Regions from separate parts of the Mus musculus genome. Here region 1 is linked to region 2. A link is a contact called in public HiChIP or PLAC-seq data. All regions are on one chromosome and are shown on one strand. The core of a region is the stretch at or near the end of the contact, and the rest is flanking DNA. Distances in the headings are between cores, read along the strand shown. Region 1 holds the start of Kcnk9 (potassium channel, subfamily K, member 9). Region 2 holds the start of Col22a1 (collagen, type XXII, alpha 1).

Evidence for each region. HiChIP or PLAC-seq counts read pairs in DNA pulled down with a chosen protein or histone mark.
Region 1: a contact with region 2 is called in an H3K4me3 HiChIP or PLAC-seq map of forebrain, with 4 times the contacts expected there. The contact joins the promoter of Kcnk9 here to the promoter of Col22a1 in region 2. A contact is called at or near these places in 1 of 39 promoter capture datasets (stem cell-derived epiblast-like cells) and 2 of 115 datasets of contacts at active chromatin or transcription factors (embryonic forebrain and forebrain).

The regions. Positions count from the first base shown.
Region 1 is chr15:72,545,525-72,551,172 of GRCm38.p6, reverse strand. It overlaps Kcnk9 (potassium channel, subfamily K, member 9), which reads left to right and starts at 3,474. Exons shown (of 2, transcript NM_001033876.2): 1 at 3,474-5,176. The coding sequence starts at 4,894.
Region 2 is chr15:72,029,389-72,035,697 of GRCm38.p6, reverse strand. Col22a1 (collagen, type XXII, alpha 1) reads left to right here and starts at 1,471. Exons shown (of 64, transcript NM_027174.1): 1 at 1,471-1,865.

The DNA of each region.
Region 1 (5,648 bases), core at 2,225-4,724, 510 kb before region 2:
GAGCTGTGCCCAAAGGCTAGCCCATTCTAGATTCTATCAAGTTGACAATCAGTATTAACCATCCAGGGCTCCCTGGTAGGAAGCTTCCACTTCCAGCTGGGGCTATGAGAGAACTCAGCTTCACCTGCAGAACGTGGGGATAGTTCTGTGCCCTCTGCCTGCATTCAGAGAGGGAGATATGAATGCGACAATGCATTTGGCACTCCCAACGATTCATGATGTCCAGGGAGCCTCTGACAGTGCTGGCTTCTTCTCAGCCAAAAGAAATTGCCCTGGGCTAGCAGTGGCACCAGCCTGGGATAATTGGCACAGAGTGCTGTACTTCCCTCTCTTGGTTCCCTCCCTCCCTCCCTCCCTCCCTCCCTCCCTCCCTCCCTCCTTCCTCCCTTCCTCTCTCTCTCTCCCTTCCTCCTTCAGTCCCTTCAGCAGCAACCCCTGTGGTTAGACACACAGTGGGGTGTGTGTGTATGAAGAAGTACTGGCTTGGGAGTTCTGTCCTCATGCATTGTGGGGCTAGGATATGCCCTCTCTGGTGAAAGGGCTGGAGGAAGGGTTGCAGACATGTGTGTACAGAACAGAACAAACAAGTAGGCGGCAGAGTTATAAAACCAGGATGTGTTTTATTAGCTAATAAGATGCATCTGCTTTTATTAAAGAGAGAGCCAAAGTGGAAGGGAGGTCTAGGGACTGACTCCCAAAGGGGCACAGAGAGGCTGTGAGCCCACTCACTGGCCACAGCTGTGCCCTGTATTGATGCCCTCAAAGCCTTTCTCTTCTTGTCTCTGCTCCTCCTTAAACCTCTTACTCATGCCCAAGTCTAGTCAAGATGCCCCAGGGTTACACCTACGAACCTGCAGCACTACGGGGGGGGGGGGGGAGAGCTGTCATTGACTCAAAGGTGGACAGGGGAGCCCATGCCAGACAAAAGACAAAGACAGGAAGAATTTCTGAGCTTAATTGGCAATTATCCAACAGACAAAAACACTGTACTGTTTTTTGGGGTTTTTTTTGAGCATTAAAAAAAAATCCGTGGGTTCAGCACGTAACCCTCGGAGGTGAAACTCCCAGAACTACCCCTGGTGTGTGTGTGTGTGTGTGTGTGTGTGTGTGTGTGTGTGTGTGTTTGTTGCCACCATCCTAGCAAGCACTCACTGAGCATCATCCTGGAGTGGGAACTGAGCATCTTTCCCAAGAGAATGGGGACTAGGGATGCAGGCCGAATAGTCAGGACCCAGGCTCCTCTCCAAGGAGTCAAAAGACATTCAAAAACTGGGTTGTGCGATGTGGACAAGAAACTGGAATCCTGGAGGAAACTCTGGAAAGAAGCCCGGGGACAATGGGTTCTAGATGGGAGTAATTCTGTGGTCTTGGACAGGAGGCCTTTCCTTCACCTATAAAACAAACTGAAGTGCCTTTCCGTCTTTCCAAAACGCTGTGTGGAACTGGAGCTTCTCTGAGCAAAGCCTGGACTCCAGTCATCAGAGCTCAGCCCATCCCCCACAGCTCCTGCACTTGTCTTTGGGGACAGCTTGGACCTCGCTGCAGTCTGGTTGGCTCAAACGTGGGCAGATCTGTGGGTCGGAGTCTAGCGCCCCCTGGTGGCGCCGAGACGCACAAGCCCTATCGGACCTCTTGCTGGCCCGACGGTCAGGCCATGACTCAGGGTGCCACCGCTGCCAGAGCAGCGGGAGGCCTGACTGGGGTTCCGTCGTAGGCTGAGCCACGACTCAATTAATTACCAGCTGCTGGGAATCTTTGTTGCTCGCTTGTGGTGACTCACTCCGCAGCCAGGCTCCCTTGCAAAGCACGGGGGCCTTGGCTTCCAAAATGAATTTTGGGGAGCGCACCTGATCAGGTGGAGCTCCCCATCCGGGTACCAGGAAGACCACACGGAGACTTGACTGTTCAGGAATAGCTCACAGCGCCCGATGCCCCTGCCCTGTGGTGCACTCATGATCCTTTAAATTTTACCTGGGAGCATACATGAAGCCCCTAGTCCATCGGGCTATGCGTCTGGGTAGACAGAGGCTGGGGCATGGTCTAGGAAGCTGAAGAACACAGGGTTTCTAAGTCTCCGAACTCTTTCAACAGCTGGGGACGATTCACAGGCTGCTCCTATCTCCATGGACAGCTTCTAGCTCCCGCCTTTTAGCTGTTGCTTGGTGGTCACCAGATCTCTTCATCAGCGTCCATGGCTAGGGACAGAGAAGATAGCCTGGTCGAGGAAACCAAAGCCCGGGGTCTCAAAAGCGTGATTCTGTCTGTCCCAGTCCGCAGCAGCACTGCTCTAGGGGAGCTTTGTGAGCAAGAAAACCTCTGGGCAACCTAAAGAGGATGGGTGGGTGGGGAACCCAGAAGACCTAAACAGGAATCCTGGCTTCTTCCTTAAACTCAAAGGCTAGTAGCTCCCTGGCCAGATCCTCCTGTTCTATTTCCAAGCCTTAACCTGGAGGGTGCCTCGCCGGGGGAGCGCGCGCGGGGGGGGGGGAAGTTCCTGCACTCTGCTCCTCAGCAGAGGAATCAAGAAATGAACAGTGAAGAAGCGCGCGCACTGGGGGAAGTGGGGATGGGGGGTGGGGGCGGGGAGGCTACTGCTGGAGAGGGGAAATGAGAATTCCTGTCCATCCTTTCTTGAGGTGTAACTCTTAAAAGTGGTGGTCTGCGAGATCTCTAGGGAAAAGTAGCGGGGAAGGGGGGTAGCAGGTGCAAGACCACCCGGGACACAGCCACTATCCGAACTAAGGTGGCTGTCAAAACCCCAACAATCTAGAAGGCAGTATCCAGTAGGGCGCTGCTGAGCCAGGTGGCTGCTGCAGCTGGACGTGTGTGTGTGTGTGTGTGTGTGTGTGTGTGTGTGTGTGTTACAAGGGGGAGCGTGTGGCCACTGCTGTTGCACTCTCCAGGGCTCATAGCCCCTTCCTTTTCTATTTCCAACTCTCCCGGTTTTTGTTGTTGTTGTTGTTTTCCCCCATAAAAGGTTAATCTGTCTCCACTGGTCAAATTCGTTTTTCATCCCCAGCTGCAGGGCCCTCAAACTCTCTCTTCACTTTGCCAAGGTTGGGTGCGCTCTTAGGGGAGCAGTACTTTTTCAGAAGGAAGCCACTTCATCCCCATCTCAAACCCTCTAGCAGCTGGCCTCCCATCCCCGAACCCTAGCAGCACCTAGTTCAACCCCTTTCCTTTTCTCTCTCTCTGGCCATCACTCCTGGGCTCCTTCATGTGCACCCTGCGCAGTACCAGGTCTGCTGCAGGAGCTGCCACTGCCGCCTCACCAGCTGGCTGGGGACCAGGCGGGAGGTGGCGCGACCCAGAGGCTGCAGGAGGGAGGGAGGGAGGGAGAAAAGAGAGGAGGGAGGGAAGCCGGTCCTCGGAGTAGCCTGCCCCCCTCCCTCCCGCCGGAGCGGGGCCGTCAAACGCAAACACGCGCGCACGCACACCCGCGAATACATACACTCGGGCTCCCTCCGGCGCGCACGCACAGCGCCTCAGGCAGACCAGAGCGGCGGCTGCCTCTCTGGACTCCTGGACGCCAGAGTCTTAGGATCCTCGGGCAGCTGATGCGCCTTTGCCTGTCCCCATCCCTACCCTTCAGTTCCTCCAGGGCTGCGGGACCCCTCCCGCCGCCGCCGCCACCTCGCCCGCCACCCGGCGAGGAGCTGGCTGGCCGGCCGCTGCCGCGCAGTTCCCTCTTCGTCCCCGAGGTAGCTCCGTCGCGGCTCCTGTCTTGGGCTTCGTCGTGTTCCTGAGCTTCAGAGGCTGAGCAGAACAAACTTCGCAGATCGGCTGTCGCGCGGCGGGCACCCCGCGTGCCCCGCGCGCCCAGGTGGGCACGGGGCTTTCGGATCTTGGGGCATCGGGTTTCCTCGCCCGTTGCCCCTGCTAGATAGACTTTATCCCTGCTTGCAGGGATTCTAGAGACTCCTTCACTTAGCAAACTTTCTATTTCCCCCAACCCAAAGGGGGTGAAGAAAGCTAGAGGGAGAAGCAGGTCCCCGCGGGGCAACCGCCACACTGGAGGCGATTAGCTGGGCCCCGCTAGCCGGGGAACGCATCAGGGATGGGGAACCCCTCCCCGGGTCTCCCTCTGTCCCGGCTACCGATCCTGCCCCAACCGAGCCCGCAGGCTCGAGGGGCGAGGTGCCCAGGACCAGACAGCCCGCGCGGAACGAGCTTGGGCCATCCATCCGCACAACCATCCGCACTGGGGCAAACCGCTTGACCCAGGCCTGGCATAGGGTGTCCCGGGTTCAGGATCGCTGGCCTCCGCGCCAAAGCAATGTCATCAACATGTCCACCATTTCGCGCGCCCCGGTGGTGATCACCACGCCCGCGGACCCCCCTGTGTACGCGGAATCCGTTGCACTGGGTGCTCCCGAAGAGCCCGCTGTGCCCGCGGAACCCGCTGCGCCGGCGGAACCCGCTGCGCCCACGGAACCCGCTGCGCCCGCGGAACCCGCTGCGCCCGCGGAACCCGCTGAGCCCGCGGAACCCGCTGAGCCCGCGGAACCCGCTGAGCCGGCGGAACCCGCTGCGCCCGCGGAACCCGCTGCGCCCGCGGAACCCGCTGCGCCCGCAGAGGAAGCCGAGCCTGCCGAGCCCGGGGCGTCCGCTGGTCCCGCAGAATCCGCAGAGTCCGGGGAGCCCGGTGAGGTCGTTGAGTCCCAGGAGCCCGCGGCACCCGGGGAGACCCCTCAGCCTTCAGGTGGTGGTGAAGTTCGTGAAAGTGATGATGCCCAAGAGGAGACCGAAATTTCCAACATCAGCTGTGGCATCTGCTGCTACCACCGCTTGCAACTTCGACTCCATCGTAGAGGAGGCTTGGTCAGCGCCGCGCTGCATTGGGATTCTCGTGGTCTGGTCCAACTTCCCTTTAGCATCTCCTTCTTCGCGGCCATGAAGCGGCAGAACGTGCGTACCCTGTCCTTGATCGCCTGTACCTTCACCTACCTGCTGGTCGGTGCCGCGGTGTTCGACGCCCTCGAGTCGGACCATGAGATGCGCGAGGAGGAGAAACTTAAAGCCGAAGAAGTCCGTCTCAGAGGCAAGTACAACATCAGCTCCGATGACTACCAGCAGCTGGAGCTGGTAATCCTGCAGTCTGAGCCCCACCGCGCTGGTGTCCAGTGGAAATTCGCCGGTTCCTTCTACTTCGCCATCACTGTCATCACAACTATCGGTAAGGAATGGGTGTGCCGCCACCGGGCTCGAGGGAGACACGGGAGGGGTCTAGGAGATGTAGCGCACACGAAGCAATGCTGAGGTGGGGGTGGGGGCTTCCCAGGTTTAAGACAGACCCTGTTTCAGTGTCTCATCCCTCAGGGGCATGACCTCACTCTTCCAGGGGACCCTATCTGGTGCCCCAGACTGCTCTGGTGTTTGGGCCAGGCTTGGGAACTCTCAGAGTCAGTGCTGTTGTCTTGAGGGTGGAGGCGCCACTTTTGCGAAGAGTGGAGCGCTAAGAATAATCCCACAGCCGAACACCCACCCACCTAACGCCCCAGTGTTGGCTGCGCTTCCCTGAGTGGGTTCCAAGCCTTAAACTTACTATCTCTTGGGGAATTTGGGACAAAGCTGGTGGGACATTAAGGTGACAGGAGGTTGTTTATAGAGCTGTATGTAGGAGGGGGTGGTACTGGTCCTTCCTCACC
Region 2 (6,309 bases), core at 222-2,721:
ACAGTATGGGCTGGGAGGCTGGGAGTCCCGCCCACCAGCTGATCTCAGGAGTGCTATGCAGAAACAGTGAGAAATGGGAAACGGGATATTGCTGGGCCATGGGAAATCTGCAGTGCAGGGATTCATAATGAGGGTGGGTTCTGTCCTCACCACTCGGACAGGTTTATCAAGAGAGATACCAGACTGGAAAAGCCATTTGGGAAACCCCATTATGGCTGCCAAGTCCGTTTTCGGTGGACTTTTGCGCTGGCTGTCCCAGCTGCCCAACAGACTTTCCTAGTTTGTCTACCCTTCACTACCATATCTAAAGCAGGACAAGCCCCAACACATCTCTGACCTGGTTATCATTGTCCCTTTCCACCTGGATGGGAGACACAGTGGCTTATGTCATTCTCATCCCCCCCCTCCCCCATCCCCCAGGTTGTGAGTAAGCCTACAGAGTTAGTCACCTTGTCAACTCTGTCCCAGACTCTGGTCCACTTAGCCAGCACCTAACACTGCCACAGGGGTAGATGAAACATACAGCAGAAAAAGGAAAGGGTGTGGAGCGCTGTTGTGAGTCCCTTGGTCACAGAGGAGCCTGGTTGTGTCTGTTTATAAATGTTGCTACACAGGCAGCCAAATAAAGACAGTCTGCAGCTTAGGAGACTGATTGAGTGTAGGGTGGGAGGGACTTTGCCAATTAAGCAATGTTCTCATCTTGCCCATTTCAAAATACCCTGCCTGGCCCATTTTTAGGAACAGTGCTCAGAAAGAAAAAGTCGAAGGGCATTCATCCGGGGCCAGCACCTGCTCCTGCTCTTCCCTTGGTGACCTCAGCAATCCTACCTGGACTCCCTCCCTGCCTTGATGGAGACACTGGACTGGTGGATGATCAAAGCTCTTTCTCTCCTCCGAGATGGACAACAGAGTCATAGCCCTTGGTTATCCCAAGGCTCCAGTGAGAGTTTCCTAAAGAGGGCTGGCTACCCGTGCAAAGAGTCCCTGGCACTGCTAAGTGTATTTATGTTTCTGTTTCAGCAAGAAGTGTGAGGACTGGACAAGGGGCACTGTGCACACACGCCCCCTCCCCCAACCCTGTGCTACAAACTTTCCAAACTGGTCCCAAACAGCTGCCTCTAAACTCGGTGGGTTATTTCAGAGCTCTCTGTAAAGGGACCAAAATATCTAGTGTGAAGTCCTTAACTGGATAGTTGTTCAAGCTTTCCTGGGCTTCTCAAGGCCTCTCTGACTCTAGCACATCAAAACCTTTATTTGCACAGCCGCCTGCCTCCTCCCCTTCTCTGTCGTGGCCCTGACCTCCTTCAGAGTGTATCCTCTAGGGTCACGGATCTCCATCAGCCTAGGCCCCGCCCTCTAGACACCCAAAGGGACTAAGGCTGAGCCCTCCCCCTCTAGCCCCGCCCCAGCCCGTGTTCACGACCCCGCCCACTCCCGGCTCCTCCCCTGTGCCGGGAGCTCTTAGCCGGGGAAACCCAGAGACCGGCCAGTGAGCCCCTGGGGAGGCCTAGGGCAGCTTTGTTCCTGGACAGCACAGGCTGGAGAGGGCTGTGGCTTCTCCCTGAGGACCCGCTTGGCCCTTTTCTGCTTTGCCCTCTCTCACACACTTGCCATTCTTCTCTGTAACTTTCAGCTTTTCCCTCCAACTGCTGCCTTGAAAGCTAGCTCTGTTTCTGGACCCATGGTCTAGGGGAAGACTCCCACATTTTAGGACTTCTTTCAGTGGCAGGCAGGGTGTCTGTATGCTACAGGGGAATCCCAGAAGGGGACTGCCTGAGACTGGGATCTTCCCTGAACCCTGCTTCCAGTAGTTCTGATCCCAGGACACAAGCCCAGGCTGGATCCCTTGAACATCATCCTAGCAGGTAAGGCCCAGTTTTCTCAGCTGCCTGTGTTGGAGGGTCAGAGGTTCCAGTGAGGAACGAGGGAGCATGAGAGCTAGCTATAGTGCTCCTGGCATCCCTGGCCAGCTTCCTGTTGAAGACCTTTGGGGAGCCTCTGATATGAAGGAAAACAAACTTTTCTTTAGCCTCAGGGGAAATGAAATCTCTAGTATGTACCTGATTGCTTCTTAGGAGCTGTCCAAGAAGGCAGAGAGCACTGTGACACAGTAGCCATCATCAGAGCCCACTGGAGTTGGTTTTTAGAGCTGTTTGGGATGTGCCAGCCTCTGGTGGGGTGAAAAGGACCATGGGGGAATGGAGGTAGGAAGAAGAGCCTCTTTTTGATTTGGTATTGATGGGCAAGGGGCTTTGCCTTCTTGCTCTGAATTTAGGTTTTTTTTTTTTTTGTTGTTCCTATTTGAGCATGCTGTTGTCCATCCCTGAGACCAGAGAGGTACCTTAGTCTGTTTGCTTCTGAATATCATGCTCTATAGCAGACCAGGGTTTCATGTCTCCTTCAATGAAGTTTAACTTGGATTGGTTTGTGTGTAGACAGACTCGGCGGTAACAGGCAGACGTGCTTCTCTGGCATGTGGGATGTCCCCAGACATCACTATCACCATCCTTCAGACACTTTGCTCTGTGTTGGCACTTCTTTGTCTACATGGGTCATTCTGGCTCCTCTTACTGACATGCGTCTGGGGAAAGGCTAGAAAACCAAAGATCCCTTTTGGATTAGTCCACCTTACCCTAGGAAGTTCTTCTGCAGGGTTCTGATCTGTTAGAGACAGAAGCTACTTGGAGGTTAGTGATCAGCTATGTGTGGGCTCAGCTCTGACTTATACTCTTTCTTTTATACAGTTTCCTTATGGTGGATGCCCTCAGCTAAGGGTTGTACCCAGAGGGCTTCCATTTCTTAACGTGCCAAGAGAAGGTACTAGGAGTGATTGATTCCTTAACAAGGGAAGTGGCCAGGCATTTGATATCTTAGCTTGTTTCTATCTCCTGGAGCTTTTCCTCAACACTGGTCCTGAGACACCACAGAGGGTCATCACCCTTATGCTATCAGAGAGGAGGGTGAATGGGGCAAGGCCTTTTTTCCAGGGCTCCAGCAGGATTCTGGTCATGGGCCTTTAGAAATGTTTGCAGCAGAAACGAATTTGTATCTTGTTTTACTGGGATGTGTTCAAAGTTTCAACACATTCTCCTATGTTCTTGCACCTCCATAATGGCAGTGAGTGGCATACTAGCCAACTTCCCCCACAGAGACTTCAACTCTTCCACGGCCATTTTTATTACTCCCTCATGTCAGATGTTTACATTTCATTCTCCTTGAATCCCTGCAAGGTCTTCGATGGCTGTCAGAGAAGTGATGACCACTTCAGGTATGCATAGGTTCCCTGGTCATCTGTGACCTTGGGATGATCCTGAAGTGTGTCTGCCTTAGCCTGATGACCAACTCAACTCTTTCTATGTTTGAGTCAACTGTAAGAGGGTCACATATAAGTGTCCATGCACCCAAGAAATGTCTTTGGGACAGAAACCTTATTTGAATGAAAGATTAATAACACTTAGAAAAGTCTTTTGGTGTGGAGGGGGAAAGGCGGGTGACCTCTGTGCCCTGGGGTATCCTGGGAAATAGACACTGACCTGCAATTTTGTTTCTGATGGGTTGAATTAGGACTAGTGGGACAGTTTCCTTGAACTCTGGATTTCCAGATCAGTTAGAAAAATCATCCAGTTAATTCTCCACTAGGTAGTGAGTCCCTCACCATGGGGCATTCAGATGAAGGCTGGACAGTTATTTCCTGGGGGCATTTGAAAGGCAACTTTAAATCTGAGTGCAAGGGTAAGATGAGCTTTTAAGGCCTCTTGCTAGCTTGATATCCAGCCATCTGAAAGCGTACCCTTCCAGTCCTGAATCTCCTCCTTCCTTACTTCAGTGTTCCTGTTGCTGATGGTTTTGAGGGAAGCTAACACTGGTGTGATTGTTGTGGCATTAACTGTGAATGGCCTGTGTTCCTCTACTTATAAGTTCATCAACAAATACTAGAGAGATATTACAATAGCAGAGCAAATCGAGAGGGGAGGAAAAGGCCAGTTTCATGGCAAAGGAGCTCTTCTCCTTATGCTGGGCAAATGTCTCAACGCATCATTATTTGCTGCTCTCTAACAGAACCAGAAGGCAAGAAAGGCCTGTGTGATATTTTAGAGTAGGAAAGGTGCCTGAGGATTGTTTAACCAGTCTCTATCCAAAAATTGAAGGTGTGCCAAGCTGCTTGACAAAAATACTTACAAAGCCTGGGGAGTTGATGGCAGTGGCTTTTGTCCACTTTACAGGTGAGAAAGAGGAGATCCAGAGAGTGGTTCGGATTGGCTTGCTTGGCCTGTAAAAGACCAAGCATGAGGTACTAGGACAGAGAGACTGTGTGTGTGTGTGTTTGTGTGTAGAGAGGGAAGGAGGGACAGAGGGAGGGAGGGAGGGAGGGAGGGAGGGAGGGAGAGAGAGAGAGAGAGAGAGAGAGAGAGAGAGAGAGAGAGAGAGAGAAAGAGAGAGAGAGAGAGAATACAACAGATGTGTACACATGCATATGTATGTGTATTGGGGGCAGAATTATTAGCATGTAAGGCAAAGTGGCCAGGCTGAAGTATCTTCCTTTGTACACATCTGGGGCCAGCACAAGGCTTAATGAGTTAATGGGGATATGGATGACAATATAATTGATACCTGAATGCATGCATTTTCTGGTATGACCACCTCCCAGCTTTATAAGTCAGTGAAATCAGTCACTTGTTCTTTGATCCTGATATTTCAGGTGGCCTGTAAGCACCCTGCAGACGGAGGAGCCTCCCTGGCCTTACTGACATTTCGCTGTTGTCTTGAGCATCCTTTGGTGCAGAGATACGGGCAAGAATGTACCTCAGATGGTTCCCAAGGAATAGGATTTCTGGGTCGTAGGTTATGGGCAGAGTACTGGTTCTTGGGACACATTGGGACTAAGGATTCAGGACAAGTTAACACTTAGAGTGCCATCAGCATGCACAAAGGAAGCTTGTCGTTTGGCAGATACCCAGTGAATGTGTGAGTGGGTGCAACAGTGCCTGCCTGTTGTGGCCCTGAAGACATACTGCCAGAAGCCATTCAGAGGCCTGTGACAAACTGCACCAGGTCCCCAATGCCTTCCCCTCATCCACATGCACCTGCAGTCACTTGTCTGCTCCTAGTGCCTGGCATCACAACTTTTATCACCCCCTGGCTATGTTTGGGTACACAGGAGAGAATATCTTTTCAAACTTTTGGCTGGAACCATCTCTTGAGAGAAGTTGTTTCTGAGACAGTATACTAGTAGATGCTGGGCAATTGTAGCTGGCTTGGTCTGCCCAGGAGCTAAATTGCAGGGCTGTAGTCTTCCGCCAGTGCCAGAAAGCCAAGAAAAAGCAAACACACCACAGCACCAAATCCGATGAGATTTTATTTGAAACATGGTCTAAAGCTTCAGTTAGGCCAGCAAGGATCGGTTACAATGTTGGAGCTTGGCTGCTGTGCTGCGCAGCGCTGTGCCTGGATCTGACAATACTGTGTTCACAGTCACCAGTCTGGCAGGAGAACAGCTCTCCTGTTACATGCCCCCACCACAGGGAAATACAGCCAAGGGAAATAAAGTAAAAACAGAAACACAAACATCACCAACAGAGTGGCCGCTAACCCCAGATGGTTCTGAGGACACATACCTCTGGCTGTAGGGGCTTTGTACTGAGCTCTCTGAGTGTCCACTGTGGGGCCCTGGCTGGGCCCTGGCTGAGTCTTGGGTCCGCCATTTTGTTCACAGGGCCTTGCACCGGTGCAGCATGGGAGGTGCCGCTACCTCCTTAAAGCAGCCTGTGGTGGGATCTTGGACCTCCGGTTAGGTTCTCCCTTCATCCAAATGGAAGCTCTCTCCCTGTTACTCTCTAGATTTTTGGGTATGCTTAGAACAATTGAATCCATTTCCCAGGACACACTGTTGAGCTCTGTATAAACAAAACTGGAATCTTTCTTTATTTTTTATTTTATTAGATATTTGCTTAATTTACATTTCAAATGTTGTCCCCTCTCCTGGTTTCCCCTCTGAAAACCCCCGATCTCCTCTCAGTTCGCCCTGTTCACCAACCCATCCACTTCTGCTTCCTGGCCCTGACATTCCCCTATACTGGGGCATCAAGCCTTCACAGGACCAAGGGCCTCTCCTCCCATTGATGAATGACCAGGCCATCTTCTTCTACATATGCAGCTGGAACCATGGGTCCCTCCATGTGTACTCTTTGGTTGATGATATAGTCCCAGGGAGCTCTGGGGGTACTGGTTAGTTCATATTGTTCATCCTATGGGGCTGCAAACCCCTTCAGCTCCTTGGGTCCTTTCTCTAGCTCCTTCATTGGGGACCCT